Linked DNA regions of Gossypium arboreum: region 1 is linked to region 2. A link is a contact called in public Hi-C data. All regions are on one chromosome and are shown on one strand. The core of a region is the stretch at or near the end of the contact, and the rest is flanking DNA. Distances in the headings are between cores, read along the strand shown.

Region 1 (3,543 bases), core at 18-2,517, 50 kb after region 2:
CATTCCTTCATTAGCATATGTTTCAATTACATTCTAATTCACAATTTAGGCCCTTAAATTTTTGAAATTACACTATTACTCCAAACTTTTCAATTTTTTACAATTTAGTCCCTACTCAATTCATTCATCGATTGAGCTAATTCCTTTCAAATAACACTTTATCAAGACATTATGAACTTCTTCAAAGCCTTTAACACTCAAAATTTCATCACAAAACCCTAGTTCCAACAACTTTCACAATTAGATCCTAAAAATTAATTTCTATAAAAATCTCTTCATAAAATCATCATATGATAAAATTAAACCTCAATTCCATGATAAATTATCATAAAATTTCAGCACTTATTCATTGAAACTTTTAAAATTATCCATGAAGTCAAAACTAATGAATTAAACAAGTGGACGTAATTGTAAAAGTCTCAAAAACACAAAAATTACAATAATAATCAAGAATTGAGCTTACTTGTAGTAAAAATATGAAAAACCAGCTCTAAAGTTTCTTCAATGGCTGTTTTTAGCTGAAGAGGATGAAGAAAATTGAAGAAATCTCTAGATTTCCAATTACATCCCATTTTTAACTATTTAATTTTTACTTCTTTTCCAATTTTACCCCTTGTTCACACCTAATTTCAATATTTCCTGCACACATATGCCGTCCAACCCAATAATAGGTGTTTAATTGCCTATTTAGTGCTCCTTTAATTATTACTAGAGCTATTTAATCATATTTCATAGTTTTGCACTTAATTCGATTTAGTCCTTTTTACCCAATTGACTATCGAAACTTTAAAATTTCTTGACGAAAATTTAATACTAACTTACTAACACTTCATAAATATTTATAAAAATATTTATGGCTCAGTTTAATATTCTGAGGTCTCAATACCTCGTTTTCACTTCCAAATTATTTTTTATTTATTATAAAATACTATTCTCTATTTCAATCATTTTCCTAACTTCACATATAGCTTGTTTTTATTAAGTTAATAATATTTTCTACTTATTTGTCGAATTTAGTGATCTCGAATCACTGTTCCGACACCACTGGAATTTGGGCCGTTACATTATCATAATCGATTACTTGGGAGGCATAGAAGTCTTTTAGGTGAGGAATGATGAGACCAAGTCAAACAGGCTAGGCGAGGTTGATGTGTGAGCCATGCAATGAATGAGCCAACATTTGTCATTGTCTAGGTAGACTAAAGGTATTCCACGTACCTTGCACACATGAGTTCCTTGAGCTAAATCTTGACGATGTGAAGTTTGGCATTGCTCATGACAAAGTCTCGATGTTGATGTTTCGCAAGGTTGTGGTGGTGGGACTCACACAATGAAGTGCTTATAACAAAGGGTAAACTATACCCAAAGTAGCTAAACTATTAGTAAGTTTACATCTTTATCACTCAATGTCAAAAAATTATAAAATGGTTATTGAATTATTCGAAAGTTTTTATCTATGTCATCGAGCTGTTAATTTTTTTTTAAAGTCCGGCTAACAAACTTCAAGCGACGATTTAATGATCTGTAAATGGATCAGTACCGATCGACTACGTTAGATCTCAGTCAATCTAACGGTCAATGTTGGAGAATGAAGAAGAAAGCTGTTTGGCAGTAATTTTAACAATTCAGTTACTTGAATGAAAAATTTTGAATTGTTTGATAATTATTTTATGACTTTTTGAAGCTGAGTGATCAAAATTTAAATTTTCTGATAGTTTAATGACATGGGTGTAGTTTTACCCTCTAATAGAAAATAATGTAGATAACAGTACCAGAAGATATACATTATGTATATTGTCAAATAACATTTCATCAATCCATTAATGGATATAAATGCAGATCCAGTGATATGAAGGAACATAAACTCTACTAAATGCATGGCCGTAGGAACCAATCCTGGGTTTAAAAAACTCTTCTAATTCAGTCTAGGACTATATATATTAATATGGTCTTCGAGACAGTTGGAACACTTCTGGGTTTGTGTAGGATAGCTTTGACTTCTTAAGACCCTCGTTTAAAAGTGATCCATGGATGCCTGCACCAATAAATGCTTCTCTTTCCGCACAAGGGATCAAATTTCAGAACATTGTACCTCAGTCAAATGACCCATTGCTGCTTAAGAGCCATGAAAGTTATTGACATGCAAGTAAAAAAAAAAAAAAGAAAGAAAAGAAAAGGACAGATTAAATGAAATGAATTTAGCTGCGTTTAGCAAGATTCTTATTTTACTTTTGGCCTAATTGCATTTAACTGAACCCTAAAATGAAGCCTACAAAAGATAAAACAGTCACCAAATATGGTGAAACATTGTAGTCACACTTTGATATCCTAGTGGTACTAGTTATAAGTTATAACTATACCAAATACCAATAAAGTAGAAAACAAGCTGAAGTCAGCATTCAGTACTGATCAGGGCATAGGGATAGGGTTTAGGGTTAAAACAGGGTTTCATTTCATAGACTGATCTGAATTATCCAAAACATGGAAAGAGGGGATACATATGAATGAGAGAGAGAGTTAGACCATACCCTATTTCTTAACGGTCAGTAAGCATTTTCTGAAACAGAAACCAAAGGGAGAGCTTTAAAAAAGATATGGAACTGAGTCACTGTCAAAAATTAATACTACATATAGTAATTATAGGTTTGTTTTCCTAGCACTTTTTGGTTTTTTTATGATTTGCAGGATATAAACAGCTCATTGCAAATGGGTGGTCTAAGCAATGACTTTGGGGGGCAGGTTTTGGAAACCAAAAAATAGGCTTATATTAGCCTACTTACTACTAATTATTTGTACAGTGTTTGTGAGAAGTTAAGCAACTGTTCATATGGGGCTGAGTTTGTCTGTTTGAGACTTTCTTTCATTGATTGGGGGATGAGACACAGTGTTACTAGCATAGATGAATTGTCTGTAGGCTGTAGCTTAAGAGTTGCTTTTCGTATAGTTACTTATTTGCTACAGTGTTTAAACTCTATTCTCTTCACTGAGCAAAGAGGAACAAGTGATTGTACCTATCCACGTGTGTAGACCCCTTTTCGCGCTGTTCCAAACAAACAAAGCAGGCCCAACGGTTCATGGTCCTGTTAGACAACCGTACAATAAAGGGTTGTGTATTGCGTGTCCATTGCTTGCATGTATAATTTTCAGACCTGGTATACTGACATTGACAAGGGATATACAGTTTGTATGTTTAGAGTCCTTAGTGAAAAAGAAAAAACAAAGGTGGGGAAATGTAATGTTTTAATAACATGCTAACATTCAACTTCCTAACTATAAATTAAAGGACCCTTTTGCTTGTTTCATGGACGACATCTACATCCTCTTGCAATCTCACTCCCAAAGCTTCTCTCCTTCATTTTCATGGATGCATTTAGAGGCATTACGGCTTGCGCTTCGAGACACTTTTTCGAGGTTTAAATTAATTCTTCTACTGTGGTTATGTGCTTCCCACTCACCTTAATCCAATGGAACATATGGAATTAAATCAGTGAGGACATTGTTCTAGATTTAGTGGTATCCATGAGAAATGAGACCACAAAATAG
Region 2 (4,135 bases), core at 1,547-4,046:
ATGATTTTATCCACTAAGGCAAACCTTAATACAAGGATGGAATTACCACTGAATTGATGCAGTTAATGAAAAACATGATTCCCATTTTACCACTATGCAAAAATCATATCATATAATATGAAAACCTGATTTTGAAAGTCCATTTCAGCACCCTTTATGATCATAGCTGTGGTTCAAAACCAATAGACAATGGAGGAGAGTTGGGAGTGTTTAATAGTTTTAGAAACAAAGAGAAGGGAAAAACAGTAGAGAAGGCTGCATGCATATAATTATAATTTTATTATTTTGTTTCAACTTATGGAAAGGGTGGGGACTCGGTAGAGAAAGGGGACATGTAACAGACTGATGCAGAGATCTATGGACTGTGTCACCTTTCTCTTTACCTCTAAATGGCCCTCTCAGTTATCTTGGAGCACTTCCACATTAAGGTGGAAACCTTTTTCAGGGCCTTTTTTTTTTTTTTCTAAAACTTCATATGGCTCCTACTCCAAGAAAGTCAATGAATGGGGGTGGAACTGTCTCATAGTGGCTGCTGGTTGCTGCTTTGGTACCTGGCACTGATGATGAAGGTTCACTGCCTGATATTTGAGCTGTTGGTGCTGTGGAATCTGTGAGACCTTGGGAGCTGAGGAACTCTGACTGTTGCATTGCCATTATGTATGATGGATGGTGATGCTGGTGGGGATAGAAACCAGAGATTTGGGGTTCATCAATGGGCCTATCCCAAGATCTGGTCTGGTTGAAAATACCCATCATGTCATTGCTCTTAACACCTGTTCCAAATGATTTAAAAACACCACCAGTTACAATGTAGAGAAACTAGCAAATTAACAATGACTAAACGTGAATGTAGTGTCAAAAAACATGTAGAGGAGTGGATTGGTTTGGGTTAAACTTTAAAGCAGGAAAAAGGTAAAGGAAAACGGTTACATCAGTCAATGTCTATAAAGCAAATGAATAATTAAAACACAAAAATCATCAAAGTGTTTCTCAAGTATGAAATTCGAGGTAGGTTTCCAAAAAGGAAACCAATGAGGAAACAGCACAAAAACCCAAACACACAAAAGAACTGCATAATGAACATTGAAAATAAGCTTTGGAGGTAAAAAGGAGTATATAGGGAGTTTACAAAGAGACCCACCAGGGATGAAATCAAAAGGTGGCTGTTGTGTAATGAACCCTGTGCGAGGGACCTCGCTGCTTGAGTGGGGTGAAACATTAGAGCCACCGTTAACCCCAGCATTAGCACCATTGAAGGTTCCAAACTGGTAATGGGAGATAGTGCCAAGTCTTCTATTGGGGATGTTGAGACAGTATGGGGGTGGTTCAGCTTTTGTGGCTGCATCTCTGCAGACAAAATTTGGAGTTTCTTCCATTTTTCTATAAACAGATTGGCTCAGTTTCCTCCTCCTATAGGCAGTCGATTGTTCTCTATACTTCCTTGCCATAATCACATGCCAATGGTTCTTGACAGCATTATCAGTCCTTCCAGGGAACAGCCTAGCTATCATTGCCCACTTGTTACCATAAAGTCTATGAGCTTGCATTAGCCTCTCTTCTTCTTCTTCAGTAAATGCTCTTCTATTGATCCTAGGGTCCAATTGATTAAACCATCTTAGCCTGCAGCTCTTACCTTCAAGCACAATCAAACAAAAGTCATAATAAGTGGGAGAAGCCTTGTTAGTGAACTAAAGAATAAAATAACACTGCTTTTGCCATTTCTTGACCATTAACTTACCAGATCTTCCTTCCAACTTCTCTGCTATAAGGTTCCAGTTTTGAGGGCCATAAAGAGCTACAAGTTCCTTGAGCTTAGTATCTTCTGCAGGCCTCCAGTGGCCTCTTGCACAAAGCTTTGACTGACCACTATCTGTTTCCTTGCCACTTACGGTATTATCATTGGGGTTCTCTTCATTTAAGATGGCATTGAGATTAATGGTCCTACTATCATCTCCAAACCCATCACTGCAATCTGAGCTTTGACCTTCCACAACATCAGAGCTATGGTTTTCCTCAAAGCTCCTTGTTTTGCAGTTCCCCATGAAATGAAAACCCCAAGAAGCTCTTTCATTTTCCATCTCTGGGACCTTACAACCATAACTGTCCTGCGTGGAAGAAACACTTGAGCCTAGAATACCATAGTTTTGACCGAGAGAAAGGGAACCCATGTCTGGGTAAACCATCCCCATTGAAGAACCAAGAGAAGATGAAGAAGAAGAGGGAATACTGGTTAAGTAATAGCCTGGCGTATTCATGTTGAATGGTGCTGGTGCATATATATAACACACTTGTTAACCATGCTTCATTTCCTCTTCTGACAAATGCTGTTATACAATTGTTAGAAAGTCATGTTCATGCACAGATGATTTCAAAAACAAAGTTTGACAAACAGTGAAGGACTGGAAAAGTGAAGTTATGCAGCAGCTGGGAGAAAAAGAAAAGGATTAAAACTTGAAACAGCAAAAACAGCTAGGGATATGTGTATAAGGGAGAAAACCTACAAAGGAATGGACTAAAAACAGTGATTGAAGTAGTTCAGCTAGTTCCTATTATTAAATTTTTAATGTCACCAACATCATTCACACGTGTGTAAGCGCCCTTTTTCTCTCTCACTGATGGGCATGAGGGTTCTTAGGCTGTCCCTCTCTATAATGACAAGAAAGACTCATAATGTGATGTGTGTAAGCTTGGGGTGGTGCAGGTCTTAGACACCTTTCTTTTCAAGGCAGAAATTTTGAGAGCTTGACAAAACAGGCCCCTATCAACACACTAGTAAATAAACCTAGCCCTTTCCATCTCCATCAAATATCAGTCCCCATACAACTTTTTTTTATTTTATTTTTAACTTGAGGATTAGGTTTAACCTAGGGTTCAGTTAACCACCTGAAGTTGACCCAAAACTAACACCCACCCCCCCAAAAAACCCCCGAACCAAGAATTTACCGTATTCATCATGTCCCTTCCTTCCCAACTAACAGTACAAAATGGCTTATCCTTGTCTCTTTCATCTAGGCTTATCTCTCTTATCTCCATTATTAGAAACAAAGATTCTACTAATTAGTTTAGACACAAATATAAAAAGGGTATTTATTCTTTTCCCTTGATCTTTTTGCCATCGTAGTTAATCACTAATTTAATATGGTGGTCATAGTTTTCTGCCCAAAATATATCTGCTCCATCACCTTGTCATGTGTAAAAAAATATATATTTGTTTCACTGTTTTGTTACACTTTTACAAGACTGAACAGTAAAAAACAGAAGAGATGTAACGTGTAAGGTAGATTCAAGGGGCTACCTTTCTCTAAGATCACTAAAACCCACAAATAATACATTACTACCTTTTTTTCTGCCATCCCTGATGTATGTATGTAGATACATGCACAATATGTCAGTAATGGGATGCATCAGAAAATTAGATAATCATCAATGTGCCAAGTTTGTACATTTTTTTTCTTTCAAGTTAATTGACAATTAAACAGTGCATTCCATAGGGCATTTGAGAAAATTGTTTAAGGAGGTTGTGCTGCCTAGTGCTTCTGTCATGAGTCAATGGCCTATTGAAAGATTGGCCTCTTTTTTAGTTTTTACCACGAAGTTACAGAATGTCCAGTTCCCAGTTACTTTACACAGTTTTTTTTACCATTAATGGCTCAAAGGGTGACTCTAATGAGAGCCTATAAATAGGAAACAAAGCTTTTCTTTGATAGTTTGTGATTGCTTCAAAGAGGATGATGATGAGTCAGATCAATGAATGAAGTAACTTCTCAAATAGTAAACAAAATTTGGCATATTCAGAAACAAAAAACCTCAATTAAACCAGTTAAAAGCACAAGTATATTTCCATGTAAGGAATGTCCTTAACTTTTACCCACAAAAAATGTGAAAAGATATGCTTGGATAAAAGAATGGACCTAATATTGTATTTTTATTTTGTTCCTTTTTACTTTTTTTCTCAGTTTTCACTAACTGGAAACCTAATGACAGACCTTTCATTTATTGTGATCACTGAGGCTAACAGGAATGTACTATCTCTGATGCTGATGCGATGAGTTGGTCAAAGAAAGCTTTGAAAGCTTACTTTACTTGAGAAAACAAAGCGTCTAAAACCCTAAAAATATATAATTAGCAAAAGGTG

The links. Hi-C and Micro-C count contacts between places; a contact is called where the count stands out from the background.
Region 1: a contact with region 2 is called in a Hi-C map of leaf, with 3 times the contacts expected there. The contact joins the enhancer-like site here to the promoter of LOC108463330 in region 2. A contact is called at or near these places in 2 of 5 Hi-C or Micro-C datasets (both in leaf).

The regions. Positions count from the first base shown.
Region 1 is chr13:23,939,859-23,943,401 of ASM2569848v2, forward strand. No RefSeq gene overlaps it. Among protein-coding and RNA genes, the nearest start is that of LOC108463330, 50 kb to the left of the region's middle. Within about 2 kb of position 1,268, at least 1 of the 2 cell types and tissues checked has an H3K27ac peak or open chromatin away from gene starts, as enhancers often do. A contact at or near this core is called in leaf, where this site is marked.
Region 2 is chr13:23,888,424-23,892,558 of ASM2569848v2, forward strand. It overlaps LOC108463330 (transcription factor CSA-like), which reads right to left and starts at 2,797. Exons shown (of 3, transcript XM_053024671.1): 1 at 1,739-2,797; 2 at 1,142-1,633; 3 at 208-773. The coding sequence starts at 2,255. The coding sequence ends at 472.